Regions from separate parts of the Mus musculus genome. Here region 2 is linked to region 1. The links are chromatin contacts, called in public Hi-C maps. All regions are on one chromosome and are shown on one strand. Each heading gives the region's core, a stretch centred on a gene start, on an enhancer-like site or on the middle of the called end of the contact. The rest is flanking DNA. Distances are from core to core; before and after follow the strand shown. Region 1 has its middle 140 kb from the start of Gm46401. Region 2 has its middle 120 kb from the start of Gm35615.

Region 1 (5,589 bases), core at 2,374-4,873:
AGCATATTCAAACCACCACAATGCTATTACCTAATTCCATGTATTTGGTGAATACATATAACCACTGTTCTGATTGAAAGACAGTTTTAAAGAACCCCGCCCCCAATCTTACCTTTTCAGTAAATCCTCAATATCTACTGCCAACAACTTTCTTCACAAAGTTCATATAAAGGAGGTCATGTGACTGTGCTCAGGAATGAATTCACACTGTTGTATGAGTTTCTCACTCATTTCTTTTTAAAGCAGATTTATGTTCTTATGTGTCTGCATGAGTGTACACCATGTGTGTGTGCAGTGCCCCCAGAGGCTAGAAGAAGTCATCAGATGCTCTGAGGTTGGAGTTACAGGTGAGTTGATGGACATGAGTGTTGGGAATCAGACTCCAAGCCTCTGTGAGGGCAGTGAATGCTCCTAACCAATGAGACACCCTCCCTCCAAAGTTCATTCCTTTTTAGTCCTGACGAGTATTCTATTGCATGATTACAGTTTATATAAAAAAGAATTGTTCCTGAAAATCACAGTGCTCTGTTTGTCACTATTGTGATTAAAAACACTCCATTTTTGTGGACATTTTCCCCTGAGAAGCTACTCTGCTGGATGTATGTTTACCTTGATAAGAGGTTGCTGGTCTCCTGCTGCTGGAACTGCTTGCACCCTTACGGTGATGAGGGCTTTCCCCCTCATCCTCTTCTGTGTCAGCTTCTTATTTTATCAGGGTTGTATCTCATGGTACCTGTGTTTTGTATGTCCCTCATGACTAACCACAGTGAACAGATTTCTTGTGTTTCTGTTCTGGTTTCTCTTTGCACTGGTGTTAGTTGTCATTCTTAGCTTTCTTAGGATGGTCAAGACTGTGCTGTAGTTTCACACTGAAGTTGCTCATGTTTTTCTCTAGAGTGTGAGGGAGTAGCTGAGAATTATTTTTCTGTATAATTGTATCCATTCCTTCTTCATTGTGCCCTCTTGAAGATGTTTACCTTCCACTCTGAAGTACCATGCAACTGTTGGGGGATTCTGTCCTGGAATTTGTACTGTGTTGCAGTAGTCTATTTTTGTTATTATGTTCTTAATACCTTTGTGTCAATTACAGAACTTCTCAGGTCTTGGAGTCAGGCAGGGTCTTCAAATATTCCTATTCAAATACAACACTGTTGAATGTAAAATATTGGTAAGCATTATGATAAGAAGCAATAATACATTTATATATATAATCTTTATATATTAAAATAAGGCAAAGTAAAAAATTAAAATCAATTACATTTGATCATGACACATGTTGTATTAGAATAGTTTTATTCTTTTGTTTTTTCCCTTGTTGAGAGAATAATATTTGATTTTTTCAATATTAACTCATAGATAACATTCATTCTTGAAAAGTATTATTGGTGTGATTATAAATCTTTAACTTTAATATTATCCCATACTTGAAAACATTTTACAGATGCAAATTCTAATGTACAAACATGATAGCTGTGTCTTTTTCTCACTAGAGTAAAAGTGGGAATCGTGTTCAAATGTGGCCATGGGGCATGTTCATATTGGCTCCTCTTCTTCTATTGATCTATTTTTGTTCTCTCTTCTGGTTTTCCTCTGCCATTTTCACAGGACTATCCTATAGCATTATGGCTGTTATGGATTTCTCTGCAATGGTTTGCATATTTTTATCTGCACAGAACATCACACTGACATGTCTTCCCATTCAGTGGTATTGGTATGGCATCCTTCGAGAGGTAACTTCATCACAGGGCTCCACCTTAACCTATGTGATTGGCAAACTTGTAAAAGTACTTGACTGAGAGCATTTTCTCTTTCTTCTCATCTACCTCCCTCCCTCTGAAGTCACAACAACCCCTTCACCAGAGAAGAAAGTCTTCCCGCCACCAACAGAATGAAATACCATTGCATGATCTCAAATCTCCAAGCTCTAAAACCATAAGAGATACATCTACATTCTATATATGTTATTCACACTCAGCTCTTCTATTAGAGCACCACAAAAGGATCCTAAGGGATTCTTGTTGTCTGATTGGGTAGTTTTGATTAAATCATAGGTGATAAGTGGGGGTTGGCAATGTCTCCGGCTAGGTAGAGTTGAAAACACCTTTTCCTCCATAGTGTGTAGCTAGTTTTTATAAAGATTGACCAGGCAATCCTCAAAGCTCCAGTTGTCATAGAAGTATGGAGTCATGACCATGTTGAAAGTTTTACTGAGACTTTGCCATCATACTGTTCTTTTATTTCCTGGCCTTGTAGGCTCTATTGACCCATCTTTCTGCCTAGGATCTTGTGGACAATTAACCTACAAATAAATACATGAGTGTTCTTCCAGTATGTTAAACTTCTTCCCCCAATTATCCAATAAAATGTTTGAGTGTAGAAAAGGTATGTGAGCCTCAAAATGCCTTCTATTCTCACTGTAGTTAGTTGAGAATTTCAAGGAAAGGATTTTTAATGTAGCCTTTGGGAGGGAAGAGGACATCTTTCCAGGTGGAGTGTTGCTGGGAAATGTTTCCCTGCTGGACAAGAGTTATTTGTATGTTACATTATTATGTGTCCCCTGTGGGGAGGGGGCTGTAGCCTCCTGGGTTTCTGGTACTTAACCATTTTATGCTCTATGTGTTTTTGTGAGTGAGGATGTTTTGGACCACTTACTGTAAATGAAATTACATAGTAGGTCCCATCTCTCTTTCTCTCTCTTATCAAATCCGATGCCAGGTTATATTGTTAGTTGTAATAGCTACCGCCTACTCATTTTTTAATCACATTTTGAGTGAATTATAACAAAGAAAACAATGTAACTCATACCAACAAAAAATAACACAAAAAACTTCCTTTCTAATATGGGATGGTTTGGATTTATTTAGAATTCACCAGGCACCGGAAATTTTAAGGAAATTTAAAATTAATTCTCTCTCTATTTGTTTACGTCTAGGACATGCATGTTAGTGCAGCTGTGGAATTCATAATTTTATATTTCTATCACTATAATAATATTATTTCCCATGGAAAATACAGTGTTTTGACTTCTAAATATGCTCATTTAATTATGCATGGCCCAAAAGCAATTTTTTATTAGGTTAAGCTCTGATGTCTGATTAAAGTCGATAGCTGGCATCCTTTAGGGCTTTCTTAAGCATTGGCTGGAGTGGGAGCAGAATGCTTAAATTGCCTAATAGGAAAGAATTACAGGCTATCGCCAGTCAGCCAACATGCACTTGCATAGTTAACCTTCAGATAGCTGAGACTCTGCAAGGAAAACACCACCACGCTGGCTAATAAAGCCCATCACAATAATGGTGTCAATCTGCCCTCTCATTAATAACCCAGCAAAGAGCACATTTCTTTTGCAAACATTCCAGATGGATTTCACAGAAGAATACCAAGTCGACAGCAATGTTGTAAGAGGACCACATTGCACACACCAATTCTGCTTTCCAACTCACTCCTAAGACTGGCAGATAGCCCGCTCTTTGCTGCAGGAGTCCAAGTAATGTCAGAATCCTCCTGGCCAAGATCATGCAAGGAACTAAACAAACAAACTGATCTCCAGCCCTAAGTTAATTCTCAGCTCATCTTTCCCCAATTCGGTCAGGTTTTAATCACTCAATACATTTTAAAGGATCACAGTTTGTAAACAAAAGTGTTTCAGATGCCAAAGGTCATCTGATGCAATGCCAGACAGGGGATGTCCCAGTGTATCTGGGCCTTTTGGCAGAAGCTTACATGATTTACAGGAATTTGCAGTCAGCAAATTACTCAGCAGGCACACGTGAGACTGCACATAGGCTAGAGTTCCACAGCTGGAATCATTTAATCCAATTGTTCTAAGCTTTTGCCTCTAAGCTGGGGGGAGGGGCACTTCGTTAAGGTAAGATCTTCTTTAGAAGCCTGATTTTCACAATGGGTACAAGCAAGGTGGAGCTAACAGAAGGCAAGGGGTGAGGAGGAATTGGCTGCTTCCCTTCGGGGAACTGGCATCCTTGCCCCACGCCCAGCCTCGCACCCCACCCCCCTCCCCACCTCCACTAGCACTTCCTTTTATCTCTCTGAGAACTGTGCAATGTACATTTTAGAAAAGGCTGTGAGCATTGGTTGCGTTTTACATATCTAATAACGGGCTTTTCAGACAGAAAAATGCTTTTTAGAGTGAGGGCTTTTCAAGTTAAGTCAGGTTATGTTTCTGTATGAAGTTCATCTCAAGACCTTACAGCTGACATTTATTTCTTGCTCAGAGAATATCTGTTGTCCGTATGGGTTGCTGGCTAAGACTGGATTCTCTAAGATGTGAATCACTACCCTGGAAGCTTCTTGTGGTCTCTGATCTCAATACCAGACTCCATGGTCGTTCCTGAAGGGAAAGTAGGGTTGAAGGAAGAGGATATGGCCTTTTTATGTCAGCAATCAACAAGCAGCATGTGTGTGTACCTCTGCTCACATTTTGCTGATCTGCCCTTCTAGAAACTTCCCTATTCACAGGGCTCCAAAAGTCAATTTTGTGATTCCGAGAAGGACAAAAAAGAAAGAGAAATGTAACTAAATAAATGTTATTTATACCGTCAAGACATGGTCAAGCAGGAGCTGGGTAAGCTCTATGGTCTTCTGTTCTCCTACAATAGTATAGTGATGCCTGGCCTTGTGTCCAGGTAATTATCTGACATTGTGCTCACTAGTTTTATGTCAATTGACACAAGCTAGGGTCATTTGAGAGGAAGGAACCTCAGTTGAGAAAATGTCTCCATAAGATAAGGATGTAGGGACGCCTATAGGGTATTTTCTTAATTAGTGATGCATGGGTGAATGTGCATCCCATTGTGGATGGGGCCACTCTTAGGCTGGTGGTCCTGAGTTCTATAAAAAAAAAAAATCAGGCTGAGCAAGCCCCAGGAGCAACCCAGTAAGTAGCATCTCTTCGTGGCCTGTGCATCTGCTCCTGTCTCCAGGTTTCTGTCTTGTTCCAGTTCCTGCTCTGACTTCCTTTAATAATGAATGATGATGTGGATGTCTAAGCTGAGTAAGTACTTTCCTCCACAACTTGTTTCTCATCATGATGTTTCATGACAGCAATAATAACCATAACTAAGACAGATTTTTTTCTTTTTTTAATGAGGGTTGAGGCTTGACCCTAGGGCCTTAGGCATGGTAGGTAAGTGTTCTGCTGCTGAGTTTCAGCCCCAGGCCTTCATTTGACATTTTCTGGAGCTGACTGTTTGAGTTTCGTTGAATGCTACACTTTGGTGGATTTCCACAATCCCCCACAGGTCAGGCTGGCCTAGAACTGACTGTGCAGTCTTTGGGAACCTCTGACTTCACCTTGCGTACAAGGATATGCGACGTGTCTACTCAAGTATTCTTTGGAATAGACTATGTTAGGTTTTTATTACATAGTAAAATTCCAAGCATCTAAAAACATCCTGATTAGTTGGAATGATTATTTGATTTGGAAGAGACAGGACAAAGCTGGCAAGTAATTAATGCTTTTAGAGTGCCAACATCAAGTACAAACTATTTAATACAACAACTTAATAAGTCCTGGTCATTTAAACAAAATTGGTTATTTAAAAAAATGTTATTTTACTAGGTTATAAATAT
Region 2 (5,766 bases), core at 1,538-4,037, 110 kb after region 1:
AATAGGGGGGAGGCTCCAGGACAGCCAGAGCTACATAAAGAAACCCTGTCAATAATAATAATGATAATAATAATAATAATAATAATAATAATAAATCTGTAATAGATCTCAGAGACAGCCTGTCCATAGCTGCTTTATGCCCCAGAAGAAGACTGGTCAATTTGGATCACAGATAAACTTACATACATCTGACCTTTTCATCTGTGTTTAATGGCTTCTATAAATTGAACAATGGTGGACATGCATGGCAAGGACCAAATTAGAATTCTTTTCTATAACATCTAACATAATATCCACCTCTGCCAAACTCAATTCATTTTCCTTTACCAAATTTTATTTTTAAAATTCTTTAAAATACAAAGAAGCTAGATAGTAGGTTTACAGATACAACAATAAGACCCATTCCAAGATTCCTGACCTCATTAAGCATAAGATGATACCATAATATGAAAATACTTAATATATGGCTATAAAATTGTGAAAGAACAATTTTTCTAACTTTTGTTCTTCTTTCATACATTATATCCTGACAGTAGTCTTCCCCTGCCCTGCCCATCATCTCCCTTCTCCTCTAGATCACACCTCCTCCATTTCCTTTCCAAATATATATATGTGTGTGTGTGTGTGTGTGTGTGTGTGTGTGTGTGTGTGTATGTGTGTGTGTGTGTGTGTGTGTGTGTATGTGTGTGTGTGTGTGTGTGTGTGTATGTGTGTGTGTGTGTGTGTGTGTGTGTGTATGTGTGTGTGTGTGTGTGTGTGTGTGTGTGTGTGTGTGTGTGTGTGTGTGTGTGAAAGAAAAACAAAGAATGCTATCCAGGCATATCTACCTAATTCACCTTGAGAAGAGACTATCAGACTAAATACAAACCCTCATATTAAGGCTGGACAAAACAAGCCAGTGTGAGGGAAAGAGTCCCATGCACATTCGAAAGAATCACAGGTACTCCATTGCTGAGAGTCGAACAAGAACACCAACCTACACAACCATAAGGTATATGTAGAGGACCAAGCTCAGACTCATGAAAGAACAATTTTTGTAAACATTGAAGATATGGCTATCATGTCATCTGCCAATTCCATTACTGGTATATATTCTAAAGGAATTAAATCACGTAAAAGAGAGTATAGCAGCGCTTACAAGGGCCAGGCTATGGAATCATCCAATCTGTCCATAAATAAGTGCATAGAGATATAAAATGTGGTACATGTATATAATGAAAGATTATCAAGCTATAAGAAGAATGGAATCCCATCATTTATAGTAGTAGGGATGAAACTTGAAGATGTGATATTGGGTTTACAGAAAAATAAAAACTTTGTGTGTTATTCATTTATGGAAATAAATACAGATGTCTTCAGGGAGAAAAAGAGAGGGAGTGCATGAAATAACACTGGTCACTGAGGCTAGAGATGGGAATGCATGACAGTTTCAAGGAAACAAGAGAGATTACTGCAGATATTTGTATCATGAATAGTATTTACAGTTTACAAATGATTCCATATTTGAAAATAACCAGAAGACTTTCCCAGACATGCAGAAATGATACAGGATTAAGAAGATGAAAACCTACAGCCATGTGACCATGGTCCATTGCATACTTCTTTCAAAGCTTCACACTGGATCTCAAAAATACTGAGAAACTGCATGCCAATGAAAGGTTTGTAAAAACTCATTTCATGATAATGCAGAGATGACAAGACCCTCGTTTTGTTGGTAAGCTTTAGCTAGTAGAATAACATTTGCATACAAGTTCCACGTCTTTAAAGTCGTGCTGAGTTTTTAAGCAACAATGAGATTATTTATCGTATCCATTGATCATGTGTAGAAATAAAAGGATTTTCAAAAACCACATAGTTATTTGCTTATGTTCTTTCATCTATCTCATAATATTTCAAATGGATTCAGAGGGTTTGAGGTTGTATACCATTTTGCCCAGAGAATGTAAAAATCTCAGACAAACTCCACACTAAATTCCTAAAATAGCAGATAGGGAATGTGGCCCAACATGTTTCCAGCCTCAACAGGTTTATTTTTGCGGATTCATGCATGAGTCATGTTTATATTATTTTTTCTAGAACAATTGGCAACATATTAAAGAACTTCCCTATACTCTCTTCTCAGATACCAATTTGGACAGGGCTAAGAATTGCCAACACTGGGGCTGGAGAAGGGGCTCAGAAATTAAGAATTCTCACATCTTTGCCCAGGACTTTGATTCAGTTCTTAGCACCCATGTTCACAGCTACCTGTAATCCTAGTTCCGGGGGGGGGGGGGGGGGGGGGAGGAGGATATTCCACCATCTTCTGGTCTCCACTGGAACTGCATACACACCTTGAACATAGCAGATGCAAATATACACATATACTTTAAAAAAATAGTCAACTTTGACTAGAAATGGTTGTAGTGTTGAAGTCTAGCACTCCTTTGCAAGCTCTCGGCCATTCTAACTCATCTTTCTAATATCTCGGGACTCAGCAGCACCTGAAACTTACTGCATTTCCCCCTTTCACTTCTATACTGCTAGTTCCTTGTATTCTATTCTGCCTATTCTGCCCTCCATACTCCAGAGTTTTCCTTGGGCTTAAGTTCCTAAAGTGGAAAATAAATGAAAAGGGGGGTTGCAGAAGCTGATACAGTGACTCATGTATGAGCAAGTAGACACCCTTTCTCCATGGAGTAGCACAACAAAGTCACTTTCTTAAGGAAAGATAGCTTTACTCAACAGGAAACAAAAACACTTTCCCTGCTGTTATTTCCCACTGGGAATTCCCAAGAGCAAGTGAAGATAGCACGTTCTCCTATTCCTTCACCTAGGAAAGCCATATGAGTCAGAACCATGAGTGTGGTTTCATCCACAGCCTGCTTTCTCGCGGCCTGAAAATGTGCTTTTGCTGAAAAGCACTGGGACATGTCCCAGAATTAAATACTCTAAATAGAGAGCCATGGAACAGAACATGAGGATGGTTATCCTCTAAAAGCTCAAATCACCACATCCCGCAGCATCCTCTGGTTGTTCTGAAGTCCATGCACTTCTTAGAGGGGAAAAATATAACTCACTGTCAATGCAATTGTTTAATGAGGTGTTGACAGAGTGGTAGTGATGGGGGGAATCCAGAAGCATCACGGGTCCAGCCTTCTGCTCTCCTTTGACTATTTCAGAGCAAGGGAAATTTGACTCCTTGAAAGTAGCTCAGGGTCTGTTTCTCCATGCTGCCAGAGACAGAAGTGACAATGCTTATCCACTGTTTTTCATCCATGTTTTGGGCCAGCAGCCAGACACTTGGAAACTCTGAGTTTTAGCATAGGATGTTTCATGAGAGATTTTGAAATAAAGACTTCTTCTGTGGTGGAAGTGTTCTGAAAGGTGGTCAATTTCTAGATAAGATAATAGACTTTAGGACTGAGTAGAAGACTACCCCTTTTTAAATACACAAAGAAGAAAAGAGCTGAACACTAAAATAACAGATTTGGTAGAAGAAGCCAATAGATGATACAGGGCTCAGAGGGTCAGACAACCACCTTCAGGTTGTGACTTAATTATTCAAGCTCCAGTTTACTCCAGTGAAATGGAAGATAGTGATCCTTCTTCACTATCAAATGAGCACCTTTCTAAGATCAAATGAAATGCCTCTATCAAAACACTAGCTACAAGTTACTATGGATTCTGTGACATTAGCTCCCGTTTATAAAACCCAATCCCTAAAAACTGCTTTAAAAAATCAGTTATGTCAAAATAAGCTCTTAAAATGTATTTTTATACATTCTCTATGCCATATTCATAGAAACAATGCCTAGTTTTCAATGTAATGTGGTGTTACTCTGTCTCTTACACAAAGGCTGGATTTGTAAGGTCTATGCAATCAAGAATTATTTTAGAAAGTTTTGCTTCAGAAGGAAAAGTTGGGGATAGATTACACAACATGATGCTTTTGGAAATCTATGTAGTTAGGTGATTCAGTCACTCCAGCTGTACAAACCTAAGCCTCAACATCATTAAGCAATTCTTCCATCTGATTCATGGTTCCCTTACTCACAGAAAAATGCCTTCCTTCAGCAATTCCACTAACACCACTATTTACAGGCTTTATTGTATTTTCCCCTTTCCCTGTGCATTGATATGTAATGCACAGGATGACTACATCATACACACACACACACACACACACACACACACACACACACACACACATACTATGACATATAATGCACAGGATCACTATATTCCTGCCCAGCCTGCTTTACATCCACTAACTAGGCTGTTCTCCCAAGAGGTTTCACAGTTTCTAAAAATAGTGACACCAGCTGGAGGCCAAGTGCTCAGACACCAGCCTGTGAAGGATGTTTCACATTTGAATCAAAGCAAAAATCTTCAGTTGTACAGTGTTCATTGTCGCTTCTGGTATATAATATCTAGACATTTGTAAAATTATCTTTGTGCTTGATGGGTGTGATTTCAAGGATTGGACTCTTAACCAGGGTATCAATTTTCTAGAAAGAACCAAGGATAATTAGAAACAATAATGTGCTTCCCAATGGAGCAGAAGCTCTGTACTTTCTTTATGCATTGGCCCTATTGTAAATTATAGCTTATGAACCTACCTTATTGGATACAGAGCTATACTCGGTCTGTCTTCAGCCTCAGCCATGACCTTTCCCCATCAAATGTTTATGAGTGCTACGGAGATAGCCCAACCATTACCACACTTGCTGCTATTGCAGAAGACTGAAGCTTTGATCCCAGCACCTTACTGGACAGCTCACTCCCTGTAACTGCAGCTTCTATAGACTGTCTTCAGGCCTTGGCACGCACCAGCATACATACAGTATATCATCCTTCCCGCCCCATACACACACAATATACGTACGCATGCATACACAGACACACATCAATAAAAGCAAATATTTAAAAATCTTGGAAATGGCCAAGCTAAGTGAACTTTACCAACGATATATTTGTGTGTGTTTATATATCAATTTGGATATGCTGAAGCAGAGGCAGAATTATAATGGTGCTATTAATCAGAGAGATGGAGTCATGGAAAGATGCTTTTCCTCTTTTTATTTTTAATTTGTGTCTTATCTCAGAAGCACTTGAAAATAAAACAAAGCCTCCCTCTTCAAGTGCCCTGCACCCCTGTACCCCTGCACCCCATTGAGAATAGAGGAGCAAAGCCCTGTTTTCTGTAGCTGCCAGGAGCATACAGCATATTATCTAGGCCCAACATCTTATTTTACTGTATCTAATCACTCTATAGAGCTGATTGATTCACTAATTGAACCAGGAATGTATCTGGCAATTTATTTGTTCCCATCAAAATTTCACTGGATAGCTAAACTCCTCAATCCATGCTGGCAGTATTTGAGATTCTCTTTCATTCACCTATGAACAACTGGCATCAACAATAATATGGTGCTCCACACTGGATCACTGCAGTCACAGGTGACATCATGTATGAGTTGTAAATGATGTTCTGTGATGTACCACATGTGCAATTTTTCTTAATGCTCACAACATCTCCCTCCAAAAAACAGGGTCCTGATACTTGCACTAAAAAATGGACAAAGAATTTGAGACTCAAATATGTAAATTGCCTAGAGACAGCTGAATTTTGAAATAGCTACACTCAAAACTGGGAGATTACACTATACAATTGTTTTCATATTATGGTATATTTTGATTAACAGCTATCCTCAAAGACAAAGGTCATTACTGTGCCCATCCCCATACAAAAATGATCATTTGAGTTAGAATTTGGGAGTATCC

Evidence for each region. A called contact is a pair of places that touch in the nucleus more often than the background predicts.
Region 2: a contact with region 1 is called in a Hi-C map of the STO cell line, with 1.9 times the contacts expected there. The contact joins two enhancer-like sites. A contact is called at or near these places in 5 of 484 Hi-C or Micro-C datasets (3T3-L1-derived adipocytes, the STO cell line, adipose-derived mesenchymal stem cells and 2 more).

What each region holds. Positions count from the first base shown.
Region 1 is chr13:6,056,383-6,061,971 of GRCm38.p6, forward strand. No RefSeq gene overlaps it. Among named protein-coding and RNA genes, the nearest start is that of Gm46401, 140 kb to the left of the region's middle. Within about 2 kb of position 3,624, at least 101 of the 459 cell types and tissues checked have an H3K27ac peak or open chromatin away from gene starts, as enhancers often do. A contact at or near this core is called in the STO cell line, where this site is marked.
Region 2 is chr13:6,163,289-6,169,054 of GRCm38.p6, forward strand. No RefSeq gene overlaps it. Among named protein-coding and RNA genes, the nearest start is that of Gm35615, 120 kb to the right of the region's middle. Within about 2 kb of position 2,788, at least 38 of the 459 cell types and tissues checked have an H3K27ac peak or open chromatin away from gene starts, as enhancers often do. A contact at or near this core is called in the STO cell line, where this site is marked.